Linked DNA regions of Mus musculus: region 2 is linked to region 1. Evidence: chromatin contacts called from public Hi-C data. All regions are on one chromosome and are shown on one strand. Each heading gives the region's core, a stretch centred on a gene start, on an enhancer-like site or on the middle of the called end of the contact. The rest is flanking DNA. Distances are from core to core; before and after follow the strand shown.

Evidence for each region. Hi-C and Micro-C count contacts between places; a contact is called where the count stands out from the background.
Region 2: a Hi-C map of B cells shows a contact between it and region 1, with 7 read pairs. The contact joins the enhancer-like site here to the promoter of Map3k3 in region 1. A contact is called at or near these places in 1 of 484 Hi-C or Micro-C datasets (B cells), 3 of 115 datasets of contacts at active chromatin or transcription factors (bone marrow-derived macrophages, effector CD8 T cells and embryonic stem cells) and 1 of 9 other capture datasets (liver).

Annotation. Positions count from the first base shown.
Region 1 is chr11:106,080,998-106,088,775 of GRCm38.p6, reverse strand. Map3k3 (mitogen-activated protein kinase kinase kinase 3) reads right to left here and starts at 4,189. Exons shown (of 16, transcript NM_011947.4): 1 at 3,843-4,189. The coding sequence starts at 3,846.
Region 2 is chr11:106,415,213-106,422,990 of GRCm38.p6, reverse strand. Ern1 (endoplasmic reticulum (ER) to nucleus signalling 1) reads left to right here. Exons shown (of 22, transcript NM_023913.2): 8 at 1,024-1,285; 9 at 2,894-2,972; 10 at 4,002-4,167. Among named protein-coding and RNA genes, the nearest start is that of Icam2, 36 kb to the right of the region's middle. Within about 2 kb of position 4,105, at least 87 of the 459 cell types and tissues checked have an H3K27ac peak or open chromatin away from gene starts, as enhancers often do. A contact at or near this core is called in B cells and bone marrow-derived macrophages, where this site is marked.

The DNA.
Region 1 (7,778 bases), core at 2,940-5,439:
GGCTGGGAGAGATGGCTCAGCAGTTAAGAGCTCTGGCTGTTCTTCCAGAGAACAGAGGCTTAATTCCCAGCACCTACATGCCAGCTCACAACAGTATGTTATTCTAGTTTCATGGGATCTGACATCCCCTTCCAGACTGAGGGCTCCAGGCCCACATGTAGTATGTACACACACACACACATACACACACACACACACACACACACACACACTTGCAGGTAAAACACATTACACGTTAAAAGAAATAATTTAATACTACGTCAAAATTCTACACGAGACATGTATGGATGCCCTGAGATCCTGTCTCAAAAACAAGAATCAGGAGCAGGAGAGGTCATTCAGCGGGTAAGAGCTTGTCCCACTTTTCTAAAGGACCTGAGCTCAGCTCCTAGCACCCTCACCCTCATCATGCAGCTCACAACTTCCTGCAACTCCAGCTTTGATAGATCTCTCTTTTGACATTCACACAAACACATGCATATAAATAAAAATAAATCTTAAAAAAAAAAAAAAACTGTCTTCAGACACAACAGAAGAGGACATCGAATCCCATTACAGATGGTTGTAAGGGAATTGCGCTCAGGACCTCTGGAAGAGCAGTCAGTGTTCTTAACCACTGAGCCATCTCTCCAGCCCCATAAAAATAAACCCTAAAAAAGAAGGAGGAGGAGGAGGAGGAAGAGGAAGAAGAGGAGGAGGAGAACAACAACAACAAAAAGGAAAGAAAAATCAAAATCTACTCATGATATAGGCATGTTAATTTATTAAACTGTGATTCAAGATTCTCTCAAAACAGTTGTTAATCATGCTGAGCTTACTACAGTCTAGACATATTGAGACTGTTCTTAGGTTCTCCCAAAAGCCTTGGAACCATAAAAACTCAAACCTAGTTCTGTAAGTTATAATTATTACAATTCAAACCAAGTTGTCAATCCAGAACCAACCATTTTTAATCCTGTATTCAGTTCCCTAGATTCCTGTAATATTTCCAAGTCCTTACCCAGTTTTAATACATTCCCCTAAGCTTCAAGTTATATTTAGAAAAAGAACAAATAAACAAGAACAAATAAGTCCCAGGAATTATTAACAGCATTACTATAATTACTGGAGGAAATTCTAGTATGTCCAAGAAAAAAAATTTTTCAATAGTCACACAGTTTCAAAGCCAAAAAACTAAACAAAGATTTCCCACTTTTTACAAGGATAAGTTGCAGCATCCACTAGACTTTTGCTGAGGCTAACAGACAATATAAAATCTGACCTGTTTTTACTAATAAGTCAAGTTGTCAAACAGGCTTCAGTCTGGAGCATAGAACCACTCAGGAAAATATGACTATGGATTAAAGTATCTGCAGAGCAGATATGCAAATTAATTTTAGCCTCTAGTCACTGGCCTGGAGTTTAAATGTAATGAAAATATTAAGAAATTAGATTCTTCTTTATTAAATGTTTGAGTTTGTTTGTTTATTAGGTTCTGAGGAAACAGGAATTACAATAAATTTAAGAACAGCCTGGTCTACACAGCAAGTTCCAGGGTAGCTAGGACTACACAAGAAGACTATCTCAGAACAACAACAAACAACAAAAACAAAAAAGGAAGAAAGAAAGAGCTAGAGAGATGGCTTAGAAGTTAAGAAGACATACAGGGTGATCTTCCAGACAACTTGGGTTCAATTCCCAGCACACACATAGCAGCTCAAAACTGTCTGTAGCTCACACCCTCACACAGGTATACATGCAAGCAAAACACCAATGCAGATGAAATAAAAATAAATAATTTTTTAAATGTGAGAGAAAGACAGAGAGAGGAAAGCAAAGGTATTTAAGAGAATGCTAGGGACGGAGCTCAGTGACAGATGCCTGCCTAGCCTTCACAAGACTTAGGTTTGATGCCCAGCACTGGAAACACAAATACATTTAAAAAGTGACATGGGCTCAAATAAAAAGACACCATGCTCCCTGTTCTTTTTCCTTTGGGACTTTACCCACGGAGTTTCTTTCCTCCCAGCAAGGCCTTTCCGAAAACATGTTCATACACTAGCTGAAAACATCTTCAAATTTGAAAACAGGCTCTCCTCTATTTTCATACTAGATAATGAGACGTTGCCGTCATTATTGGATACTCACACACTGGTTTTACAACCAAAGTGTTCCATGTGAGGTCTGTATATCCTCAAGGGTCTCATACTCCCGTTTGCGACTTAAGGCTCACACACCGGGCAAGAAGGAAAGCGTATAAGACTATTACAATACAGGTCCATAATTCAAAGATCTAGCTTAAAGTCTGTAGCAGTAGGTAAATGTGGGGAAACAGGGAAGGATAAAAAGAATTCTGTTCCCCAATAATATATAAGGAAATATGTGCCCCATATAATAAGCATTCCATAAACATTTATTGGAATATATTGTATTAGACATGTGAATAAATAAATGTTGAAATGTAAATCCTTACTAGTTTCCTTTGGTGTCTCTCAGATGAGAGTTCTATAGAAAAAAAAATCTGAAATATAGCATGGAAAGGGAATAGAAAACCCAGCAAATGAACAAATCCTTCCCATACTGTATGAGGGGCAGTCTGATAAAGAACAAAGCAATTAACTTAAAGCCAGAGTAAGGAGTTCCACCACAATCGAGTATCTGGCCAATTTGCTACTGCACCCACAAAACCTCCTACAAAAATGACTTGACCTTGCTTTAGGGCAAAACAAACATTAGCATTTCATCTTATGGAGCACTCACACAAGCAATGAATACTTCTGCAAAGGAGACTTTCACTAAATTTCACCCCTTTCTGACTTAGAATAATACTAAATATTTTTGCAAAACCTGATTGAGACCAGGAAAATGAGCATCACAATACCTGCCCCAACTGGGGAAGCAAAATATATTTAAAATGTCACACATTCCTTAGCTAAGTCCAAGACTTTTTGATAAAGAACCAAAATTATGCAAAATATATATAAAACAGCTCAAATATTTTGTAGAAGGCATTAAAAAAACTTTTCTTAGATTACATCTTCACAGGAGAATTACAAATACTGACAAAAAGGAAATGATTTCATAGTGATCCTTTTATGTACCGAATGCCTCTTTCAAAAAGTTACATAGTTGCAGGGGTAGCGCAGGATAAATATAAAAGCCGGGTTTTTCCAAAAGTAGGGTTTGAGTTATAACCCTCAGCGCTCAAGGATTCTTAACTTCCAGTAATCTGCGAGGAGCGCAGCTCGCATTTCTCAAGCCTGCTATTGCTAACAGGGATCCGCGTCGAATAGCGTCGCAGTGGATGCCCCGCATACCCTCCCCCCGCGTCCCCCTCCCCCGCGCAGGAGAGCGCACAGAGCTCCAGAGCAAAGCCCCGGGAACTCACAGGCCAGCCTGTGTGAGCAAAGGGAAGGAAATGACACAGGCAGGAAAAAAAAAAAAAAAAAAAAGCAAATCAAGGAAAAGACACAACAGCAGCTGGGCCTGCACCAGGCTCCAGCCCCGGCCCCACACTGAGCTCCGGCTCCCCCACCCTCAAGCTCGCGCGCCAGCTCGCTGGGGACCGCAGTGGGCCGCCCGACGGGCCTCGGTCCCGCAGACCCCTCCCCGGGATACGCCGGCCGCATGCCCGGAAAGAGAGTTGCCGAGTGGGTTTGGCCGGTAGGGCACCCCCGGAGGTAGCCAGAACGGCGCCCCGATCGAGGCACCGCGGAGAGGCGAGCGGTCCGCGATCCTCAGCCCCGGGCCCGGCGAACTGTCCATGCCTTGTCAGGCGGCGGCCCAGGGTCCTCCTCCCCTCAGCCTGGGGCGGGGCGTCGCGAAGCAGCGCGGGCACAGGCCGGGGCGGTGGCGGTACTCACCCATGGTGGCGATGGCGGAGGCGGCGGTGGCGACTACAGCCCAGAAGTGTCACCTCCGCAGCCGGGGCTGCATGCCGGGGGAGCGGGCGGCGGGGACGGCAGCGGGCCTGGCTCCGCGCGGGGGCCGTGGGCTGCGCTCGGGGCCCCCGCCGCCTCCCCAGGCTCCGGCTCCGGCCGCGGCCGGGCGCTGTGGCATGAGCAGGTTGGCCCGCTACATCCCCGGCGCTCCCAGGCTCGGCCCAACCCGGCCTCGGCGGCGCCACTCGACCGGGCCGCCTGCGAGTCCTGAAGTCCAGAAGACGCTCCGACCGGCCACTGTTCTCCACCTCAGGAACGCTCCGAAAAACAAACCGCTGGGCGCGCAGCAAGCCTTGCAGCCTGTCACTCATGCCAGCATCTGCCAATCGCATGCAGCCGCTGGGCCTTGGCACTACCCCCACTCTCATTACCAGCCAATAACCAGGAGGAAGTCAGATACTCCCGCCTCCTCCTCCCCGCTCTCTCCCAACGCCCTCACTCTCATCCGCCAGCTAATCACGACGGACCAATCCCGCCTACTCTCACAGGATGCCAATGGGCGAAGTCAAGGCGATTTCCGAGGGCTGGCTAGAGCCTGCCAATCACTGAGACAGCGCCCGTCCTCTCGCGCCTAGCCAATCACGGAGAGAGCGCTGAGTACCCGCCGCGGAGTGTCGCTAGCTGGCGCTCTCAGCCTCTCTGGCCAAGGTGTGGGCTGCTCCAATCACTGCTCCGGCTTGAGGCTCCGCCCACAACCCTCTGCTCAGTTGCGGAACCCTCGGCGGGCGCGCGGGCTGGCGCCGTTCCCCTCGGCGGCTACCCCGGCCTGGCGCCTTGCAAAGTCGTCTTCTGTAGAGGCCCTCAGAAAAAGAAAACCTTCGGCCCTATGGTTGTCGGTTGTTGGCGACCTCGAGGTGCTGAGGTGTCCGGCCCCTGCTGGGGCAAAGTGTCTGGCGCGGATTGGGCAGGGAAGGTTTGGCTCGATGCTTTCAGGCTACTTGAGCTGCGCGATACCCTGAGTAGCCTCGGCTTACAGGCAGGGGGATGGTCTTGTTACTTCTCTCATCCCCCTGGGTCTCAGACCTCCGAGGCCACACCTGATACTCCGTCTTCAAAGGCTAGGCTAGTGCTGGAATGTGGGTCCCCACATTCTGAGTTCTGCTAGAGTTGCTTTTGGACAAGTTTTGCTCTTAGAATTATAAAAGCGAGACACGTTTTTAAAAGAAAACTTAAAAGTGCAGGAAAACAGAAAGAAAAGCCCTACCCTGAAGATAGTTTTATCTATTTCCTACCTAGATATGCAACGTTAGACAAAAAATAACTTCATATTGTTTTCTGGTGTGCTTACACTTTTGTGCTTCCTGTGCCACTAAATATTGTCTCAAAACAATTGTACTGGCTGTGTGATCTTTCAAAAGAGCATTGTGATTAACTTTTTCAACCTCCATTGTTTCAATAATTCATACACCCAGTCTTAAGATTCCAACTCTACCACAGTTAGTGTGGCTTCCCTTTCTCTGGAGACAGTTCCAATGACATATTTCAGATTCCAGAAAAATCTGATGCCATTTTCAGTTGTCATTTAGAAACACTTACCTTAGGAGGTGGCTTTGGAGTATCAGATCTCTTAAGGAGTGTCTTACGCAATTCTTTTTCTTCATCCCCACTCTCAACCCATACTATTAACTTTATTGTCCTCTCTCTCTCTCTCTCTCTCTCTCTCTCTCTCTCTCTCTCTCTCTCGTGTGTGTGTGTGTGTGTGTGTGTGTGTGTGTGTGTGTACGAGGTGTTTGTTGTTTGAGACAGAGTCTCTAACCTAGACTGTCCTGGAACTTTTTTTTTTGTTTTTTTGTTTTTTTGTTTTCCGAGACAGGGTTTCTCTGTAGTCCTGGAACTTCTTTGTAGTCTGGTCTGAAACTCACAGATCTATCTGCCTCTACCCCCTGAGTACTGGGATTAAAATTAAAGGCCTGTGCCACTGTATCTAACTCGTTTTTCTTCAAACTCTCAAGTCTCATATTCTCACTTGATTAAGTCCCTAATTTATGCCGGGTAATGATGGTGAACGCCTTTAATCCCAGCACTTGGAAGGTAGAGGCAGAGGCAGGCAGATTTCAGAGTTTGAGGCCAGCCTGGTCTACAGAGTGAGTTCCAGAACAGCCAGGGTTACACAGAGAAACCCTGTCTCAAACAAACAAACAAAACAAAGAAGTCCCTAATTTACTGAAGTGCCTGAAATAGAATAATCTTTTTTTTTTTTTCTGGTGAAGAAACAATAGGGAAAAACACCAGCTATTTACTAGATCCCAGCCATGTAATCTCACTTAGCCTCTCCAATGACTGAGCTAGTAAGCTTCCTCTTTCTGCCTTTCCTTCAGATGCCTTTCTTGTGAATTCGATTCCCACTGTTTGTCCCTCAGCCACTGAAGTCAAACATTTCCATGCTGCAGTTACCCTGTGTGCTGAGGATTCCAGCTCAGGCAGGTCTTGGTTCTAAGCTCCCGAGGCAACATTCCTGAGCATTCCACAGGCACCTCACATTCTACAGGTCCAAACTGAACCCATCGCTTCCCTCCACTGTTCACATTTCCTCTGCTCATCAGTTCCCCAAGGAAGACACCGAGTGATCAGGTCTCCAGTCCTTCTGCCTCTCTTTCACCCTAGCTCCGCTAGCCCAGTTCAAACCATCAACATCTCTTACTTCATTTACTTAAAGTGTATTCACACCACAGACTTTCTATCAGAAACATGATCCTAGAGAACCCTATTTACAAATATTATAACCCATCAGTTTTAAGATGAGTCAAATAGGGGCTGGAGAGAGAGCTCAGCAGTAAAGAGTGCTTGTTGCTCTTGCAGAGAAGAGAGCCCAGGTTCAGTTACCATCACCCACATTGGTCAGCTCACAGCTGCTTGTAAATCCAACTCTAGGGGATGGGCCCTCATTTCAACTCCACAAGTACCATGCATGCATGTTGTCATACACAAATATAAACCAGGCACACGCATGTACCGATCATTTAAAAAAAAAAAAAAAGAATCAAATGTGAAAGAGGTAACAAAGTATTCTCACCCCAAGTCCATGCTGCAGCCACACTAAAAATTCCTCAAATCAATCTCAACTTTTCAATCCATTCCCCGTGATGGTTTGCATATGCTCGGCCCAGGGAGTGGCACTATTAGAAGGTGTGGCCTTGTTGGAGTAGATGTGTCACTGTGGATGTGTGCTATAAGACCCTCATCCTAGCTGCCTGGAAGCCAGTATTCTGTTAGCAGCCTTCAGACGAAGATGTGGAACTCTCAGCTCTGCCTGCAACATGCCTGCCTGGATGCTGCCATGTGTCCTGCCTTGATGATAATGGACTGAACCTCTGAATCTGTCAGCCAGCCCCAATTAAATATTGTCCTTATAAGAGTTACCTTGGTCATAGTGTCTGTTCACAGCTGTAAAACCCAAACTAAGACATTCCCCTCCCTGTCTCCCTCCCCACACAGTCGTATGTGTACTATGTTCTTTGTGGTGAGTGTACTCCATTTCTGCTCCCAGTCTCAGTCCTTCTAGGGAGGATTAAGTCCTCTTAGTTCTCCACCACTCCCTCTCAAGCTGGGCTAAGGAAGGCCTTTGCTCTGCTCCAAGAGCACTTGTTCTGCTCTCATGTAAGTGCATTTTGTAAAACAGGCAGGTAAACAGAAGCTGTCAGGAAGGGGATGTAGCTCGGTGGTAAACGGTTCACCTAGAATGGGCAAGAACCTGGGTTTGCTCCCTTAGCACTGGGGGAGGGGCCACAGGTGAGCAAGGAAGAAGCTGTCCTTCAAACTGGCGTGCCAACCATCTCCTCAGTACATCTGAAATGCCTGCTGGGTGTGGTGGTGCACACATGCCTGTAATCCTAGTACTCAGGAAGCAAAAGAAGATTG
Region 2 (7,778 bases), core at 2,856-5,355, 330 kb before region 1:
GACATGAGAGTGGTACACATAAATACATACATGCAGCTATTTACTCATAGTCATACAATAAATGAATCTTAAAAATCGTTTTAGGTCTACATAGTGAGTTCCAAAACAGCCAGAGCTACATAGAGACTCTCTCAAAAACAAATCAACAACAAAAATCTTGCCTAGCATGCTCAAATCCCTGGGTCCAATCCCTAGTACCACGATAAGAAAAGGCAGTCCACATTTAAATATGGTTTATACTCTAATAACTTGTAGCTGTCACATTCTGCAACTCAGATGATAACTGTGCAACTAAGTTTTTTTTTTAAGATTTATTTATTTATTTTATGTATATGAGTACACTGTAGCTGTACAGGTGGTTGTGAGCCTTCATGTGGTTGCTGGGAATTGAATTTAGGACCTCTGCTTGCTCTGGTCAACTCTGCTTGCTCCTGCCCTGCTCTCTGTAGTCCAAAGATTTTATTTATTATTATAAATAAGTACACTGTAGCTGTCTTCAGACACACCAGAAGAGGGCGTCAGATCTCATTACAAACAGTTGTGAGCCACCATGTGGTTGCTGGGATTTGAACTCAGGACCTCTAGAAGAGCAGTCGGTGCTCTTAACCTCTGAGCCATCTCCCCAGCCCCTAAGTTTATTGTCTTAACACTGGTATCTGAAAGTCTGACTCTTCTTTCTGGCTCAGGACCTCACACACTGTCTCTGGGTGCCCGGGCTTTCAATGATTGCTATAAAATGTTAGCGTCATTGGCACTGCATTCGCTCCTTTCCTCTCAGCATTTACTCTCACTTATTGAGAGAGTAATTTTTTAAAAAGGCAGGGGGGTGGGAAAAGAAGCCTATTTTACATTTATAAGCCAGGCATATCACAGTGTCTTAAAACTGAAGAGTTCATTGCAAACCAGTGACTTCTTGTGACCTGAGAATGTTCTGGAAGCCTCCACTTCAGTGATCCGAGTGCAGCCTCCGAGAGAAGAGGCCCTGGGTGGGAATGTGGCTGACATGCTTTGTTTGGTCTTTAGAGATGTCCCACTTTGTGTCCAATGGCGATGGACTGGTGGTAACTGTGGACAGTGAATCTGGGGATGTCCTGTGGATCCAAAACTATGCCTCTCCTGTGGTGGCCTTCTACGTCTGGCAGGGGGAGGTCCTGAGAAAGGTGGTGCACATCAACGTTGCTGTGGAGACTCTACGCTACTTGACCTTCATGTCTGGGGAAGTGGGGCGCATCACCAAGTGGAAGTATCCATTCCCCAAGGAGACAGAGGCCAAGAGCAAGCTAACGTGAGTTGGAGGAGTTGGGACAGATGAGGACAGGACAGAACAGGCAGCAAAGGACAAACTTGGCATTCTGGGACTGCTACAGTGTAATATGCCCTATACTGGGGGGGTCAGGGAATTGGCAGATATCTCTGAGCTCATGTAGAACATCAAGAGTCACAGACTTGTTTTGAGCTGGGGGATGGTGGTAGTGCACATCTTTATTCCCAGCTAAAATAGACAGAGGCAGGTGGATCTCTGAGTTCGAGGACAGCCTAGTTTACAGAGGGAGTTCCAGGACAGCCAGTGCTCTACAGAGAAACCCTGTCTTGAAAAGCAAATTACCCCCACCCCACCCCCCAAAAAACCAAACAAACCGCTGGCTCATTTCGGAACCTCAGAATGTAAGCCATGTAGTACCCCTTTATACTTCAGACTTCTCTGTCACTGCCTTTCTCTTTCTCTCTCTGCTTCTGTATTATGTTTATGGGTTTGAAGAGAAAGTCCCATTATGTAACTCATGCTGGCCTCAGCTTCCTAAGTAATGGGATTACAATTGTCTACCTACCTGGACTTCTTGAACATTGACTACAAAATATGAGGGGAGACTGTATTACAAGACTATATATTTAAAATTTTTAATACATGTCATATTCATTTTAAAAATCAGAAAAAAAAAGTATCACAGTGTATGTGACCAAAACTCAGCAGGCTGTATCCTTCATTTCTACCTGTTAAAAGCTAGGCCTCAATCTTCCTACTCCATAGATTTGTGGAGAAGCTGAAATATAATCATATTGTGAAACTGTTGTCTATAGTGAAACACCATTTAGGTAGAAGGTATTTGTAGAAAGAACTTTGGATAATTTCATAGATGACTGATCCAAGGCTCTTGACAGTAGTAATTACTGTAGCTCTGTAGGTATAGCTCCCGCTGTTTTCATGCTGGTACTAGACAGCCCTCTGTGATATCTCAGGTGGGAGCACATTACCAAGAAATATCATTCAGTTTGGATTGGAGTTTCTTTCTTTTTTTCTCATTTTGCTTTTTGCTTTGTTTGTTTTCTTTATTTGAGGCAGGGTCTCGTGAGCCTAGGCTGGCCTCCAGTGTGCTATGTGTCCTGGGATTACAGGTGTGCACTGCCCTGTACAAGATACATTCCTTTTGCTCTCAGCATCTGGAATGGAGCACCTGTTCCTTTGCTGAGCCCTGAAGTCCTCATAAAGCCCACAGCAGCATGGTAGTGCTGAGTGTAGTGCTTCTGAAAGAGTGCTGGCTCGCTCACCTGAGAAACTGGCAGCAGGTGCTAAGTGCTGAGTCTCCTGCTAGTCATCAGTGCAGCCCTTTCCTCGGCTGCACTGGTCTAGTCCAGTCTAGTCCAGTCCTGCCATTTGCAGGCAGGGAAAGAGGCTTCCCATTCTGTAGGTGATAGGCAAATCTGGGGCCTGAAGACCTACTGCCCTGTCACTCTACAGTACCCCTGCCACCTTGCTGGTTTCCTTGTGAGAGTTTCATGGCTCATGTGTGGCAGTTGACACTTGTGTCTATGCTTCTGATATCCTAAAAGCCACAGTGTATGGGGTTTGGACATAAAATGACTTAAGATGTATGTTTCTGGTTTTTTTCCTCAGGCCTACTCTGTATGTTGGGAAGTATTCCACCAGCCTCTATGCCTCTCCCTCAATGGTGCATGAGGGGGTTGCTGTCGTGGTGAGTCGAGTGTGGGACCTAAAGATGCAGTTTCTTGACTGCTTTTGTTCTAGCAAAAAGTGACATTGAGTTTTGTGTAAACGTCTGGTTAGGAAGGGGAAGTGCAGAGCTGAGTGAATCATGAGCGGCTTCTATAAATCCACATCCTGCTGAAAGCAGATGCTGACAGAAGCAGCTCCCTGAAGCCAGGAAAGACTCACTCCCTATGGCTTTGTGTTCAGATCTAACCGTCAGGCTTTCTTCCAGCCAGTCCCACCCTGCCTACCTACCACTCTGCTAGTTTTCAGGGTTGCATGGTCCAGAGAAGCACATGCTTCCCATGATCACCCAAACTTCCCTATTCTTTCTTCTGAGCTTCAGTTGCTGGTCTCTCACTTCCTTTCCCCTGCTCAATCCTTTTGTGAGTGCTCCATGCCTCCTCAGGCTTCTCCAGCCTGCTTTGAGCACTCTCACCGAGTGACTGGGACATTACACTCCTGATGTGCTTGTGCCTGGACTGGCTGGTTGTATACTGGCTGCCTGGTGAGTTGGTTGGCTGCTGCAGCAGTGAGGCCACTCCTGACTCTATCAACTCATCAGTGTCTAACAACTCAGCAGTTTATTCCACACTGTCAGTTGCGTCATCTGTGACCATATAGATTCTTACATGGTTTCATAGAATTTCTGATAGTAGCTTCTCGGAGTTCTATCATGCATGTTCTTCCTGGTTCTCGGTACCCAAACATGCAAACCTGACATGGCAGGACCAGACATGATAGTTGATGCCTGTAATCCCAGCACTTGCGAGATGCAAACAGGAGAGTCTAGAGTTCAAGAACAGCCTGGGCTGCTTGAGTTCTGTCTTAAGCAAACAATCTGAAAAGATGTCAGTAGAGTGTCCCTTGCCCAGTCCCAGGATCTTTGTGTCATGCTTTGATGGATGATGATTGTTGAGCTGCGTGAGCCACAACTGTCCCTTTAGGGAAACCTTTAGGACCTTGGGAAACCTCTCCTGCCAGCCCTGCAGCTCACCGCATCCCATCTCCACAGCCTCGAGGCAGCACTCTTCCTTTGCTGGAAGGCCCCCAGACAGATGGCGTCACCATTGGAGACAAAGGAGAGTGTGTGATCACTCCCAGCACAGACCTCAAGTTTGACCCTGGACTCAAAGGGAAGAGCAAGCTGAACTACTTGAGGAATTACTGGCTTCTCATAGGTAAGAGCTGCTTCTTGCTAGGTGGTAACATACTGCCCCCTGGTGGGCAAAAGCCAGCCCTGCTGGTTTACTGCTGCTCTTCATTGTGAATGCATTGTGTGCTCTGTCCATGTCAAGATGGTTTAGGCCTGGGAATATTTTTATTTTCAAGGAGTTCCAGGTTGCTTAATCAGGTCTCAAAAAAACCAGTTTCTCTCCAAGATTGAAACATTTGGTGTAAATTTCAGGCAATGTCTGCTCCCTGTTCCTCACAGTGACCATGTGAGGTGGGTACCCTTGTTATTTCCACTCTATAAGAATACTGGGACTTGTCATTTGGAATAGGAATCAGTGTGGATAAGAGGCTGGGCAGGACAAGTTTAAGACCTATGATGAGTGACAGTTGTGGAAATAAAGGCAAAATACTTAGCAATCTGAGGAGAAACCAGAATCAACAACCATGAAGAGTCTGCGCTGTTCCTGGGCCCTCACAGAAAGGCTCTTGGGGAGTTTCTTTTTCTCGGTCTGATTTTTTTGGTTTGTTTCATATTGTTGGAGACAGAATGTCACTATGTTACTCAGGTGACCCCCAATTCATTCAGTCCCTGTTTCCCACATACTTGGCTTCTCTCCTCCCTCCCATTTGCTAAGGCAGAGACCAGGGCCTTAAGCGTGCCAAGCATGCTTTGACTCTGGGATGCACCCTGGCCTTATCTTTTTTTCTTCTTCCCATTGTTGTTGCCCTTACTATCCTTGACCCTGGGAGTGAATTAAAGGCCTGGTTACAAAGATAAGAGGTTGAGATTATACCCCAAGGCAGTGAGTATTGCAAACAAAGGCAGAAGTGAGGGTGATTGGGTCCCTGGCAAATATCCCAAGTAACTAGAGCAGGATGGATTTTCTTAAATCAGATCTTTCCTTCCTGTGCCCTATATATACTAACAATACACACCAATTCTGATGACCTAGCCTAAACGTGAGAGGTGGTCTGAGTCCCAGCAGACTAGGTAGATGTGGGTAGAGAAAAGAGTATGTGTGGGCACAGAAGGCAGCAGGACCTGCCAGGCAATGGGTCTGGACCAGTATATGAATACCTAAGAGAGTGCTGCAGGGGAACTGGGTGTGCTGGAGCTCCGATCAGTCTATTGGCAGGCCATTTGAAAGATCCTGTTCTTTGTGCCTTTTACTTCTTCATAGCTGTGTGTGTGTGTGTGTGTGTGTGTGTGTGTGTGTGTATTAAATCTTTAGAGAACACTGACTAATACATTCACTCTTCACACATTGCTATAGAAGTACAGCAACAGCCATAGTATAGTGTTATCACTAACTAGCAAGGGCTCATTAGAATTATACGGCTACTCGGTTTTATGTACCAATGAAGGGTCCATAAACTGCCTGGCAGTGGTTAAGAAGTAGCACAAAGGAAATGTGTATGAAGGTACTGAAAATGTGCCAGAGGAGTCTCCGTGGCAGAACTGGAAAATGAGATCCCTTTAAAATCCCTTTAAATGGTCAGAGTAAGACAACTAGGAAGCCTAACAAACTTCTAAGAGGGTAGCTAAGTAAGGGTCTCACAATTCTGAGGTCCCCTTTGAGGAACTCTGTAACTGCTCAGCTTAAAATAAGGCAGTGGGAATACATAACAATCTTCTCATAGACCAGGGCCACTGTTTATACCTGTTAATGTCAAGATAGGCCCTGTGGTTCTTGTGGAAGACTGCAAGATAGTCTACCTTCACATTCATCTTGAAAATAAAGTGGATCTAATTAAATCAGAAGGTGGGGTTTGTTCTGTTTTTTGCCCCCAGCAGTGACCCTGACCTGGTGTTCAACATCCCCTAGTGCTTTGTCAAATAGTCATGAAGGTGACCCAATGCAGTAAGCTGGCCCTGTACCAGCAGAGATAGGTCCTGCGTGTACAGTGGGATATTATTGAACATCCTTCTTCAGTGGGAGCCTGTTTATAAGGAAACTCAGTGACATCTCCAGCAGTCTATTGGTAGGCCTTACAGACATGTCCTCTCACAGTAGGACATCAGGGAATGAGGTAGACAGAACACTGTAATGCAGAGTGGCCCATGGAAGGACAGCTTCATTTTCCTGGCTGTTGATCATTTTTGTTGGTTGTCATCGGTAACCCATGGTTGCTTACATTCAGATACCAAGTCTGACGCAGAATTCTGACATAGGCAGCCACATGTGAGAAAAGCATGCATGCCCCTTTGTAGAGCAAAGCATGCCTCAGCAGGCCATGGTATGCATGAGAAAATTTGTGATGGTTCAGAACAAAAGTAGGTTTTCCTGAACGAACCATGTCACACTATAAGTGACAAAAGCCTGGTAAGATTGAGGTCAGATGAGGGATTAAAGAGGGACTTTCCAGATCAAGAGGTGCAAGCTCTGGCTAGTTCCTGTCAGGCTTTATCTTGGTACACACTGAGTTGAGGTCAGCCAGGCTACACAGAGAAACCTTGTCACAAAAAAAAAACAAACTGAAAAGCTAAGTATAGGAAGGCAGAAACGGGAGGATCCAGGATTCACTGGCCAGCCAATCTAGTTGAAACACTCAGCTCCAATTTCAGTGAGAGACTGTCTCTTTAAATAATAGTAAGATAGAGAAGCAACTGAGGAAGATACCTCAGGCTAACCTGTGATCTACACACAGCCACAAAGAAGAACAGTACAGAGGAAAAGGCCTGAATCAAGCTAAGAGCTCATCCAGTGATCAGAACAGAAAGAAGGGAAACTGCTGGGGCTTTTCAAGCCCGGTTTCTTTTATTGCACACATAGACAATGGAATGGAAGTGTGCTGAATGTCAGGCGGTCATGAACTAGTATGTACAGGACAGCAGCAAGTGAGTGGGCACCACTCTTCCTGTCCAGCCAGCACCTACTTCTCTCATTCTCTCAGCTACTCACCACTCCTTAGATGGAAGCTCAGGTGTAGCTTGGAGAAGGACTAGAACTCTGCCTGAACACTGGAAATGTGCAGAAGGGACCTCGGTAGCCTAACTAGACTGATGCTACTAGAAAAAGCAATGAAAGAACTTGTTGAACTTTGAAGCATCACACTGCTTCCTGAGTTGAATACATGCACCCTCACAAGTTATTTTACTTGTAAAAAAACAAAAACAAGGGCTGGTGAGATGACTCAGTGGGTAAGAGCACCCGACTGCTCTTCCGAAGGTCCAGAGTTCAAATCCCAGCAACCACATGGTGGCTCACAACCATCTGTAACGAGATCTGACGCCCTCTTCTGGAGTGTCTGAAGACAGCTACAGTGTACTTACATATAATAAATAAATCTTTAAAAAATGACTCTTAATTAAAAAAAAGACACACATATAAATGGTAACTTGGACCTTAGGAAGCTGATGAGATCAAGGAATTGTGAAATCATGTTTAAATTGTGGTCAAAATTCAAAATTTAAAAAAACAAAAAAACAAAAAACAAAACAAAACAGAATACTGGGCCAGAGAAGTGGCTCAATGGTTAAGAGCACAAACTGCTTTTGCATAGGACCCAAGTTTGGTTCCAGCACCCAAGTTTGGTTCCAGCACCCATGTTAAGTGGCTTACAACCACCTGTAATTCCAGCTCCAGGGGGAATCTGTCACCTATCTTGAGCACTG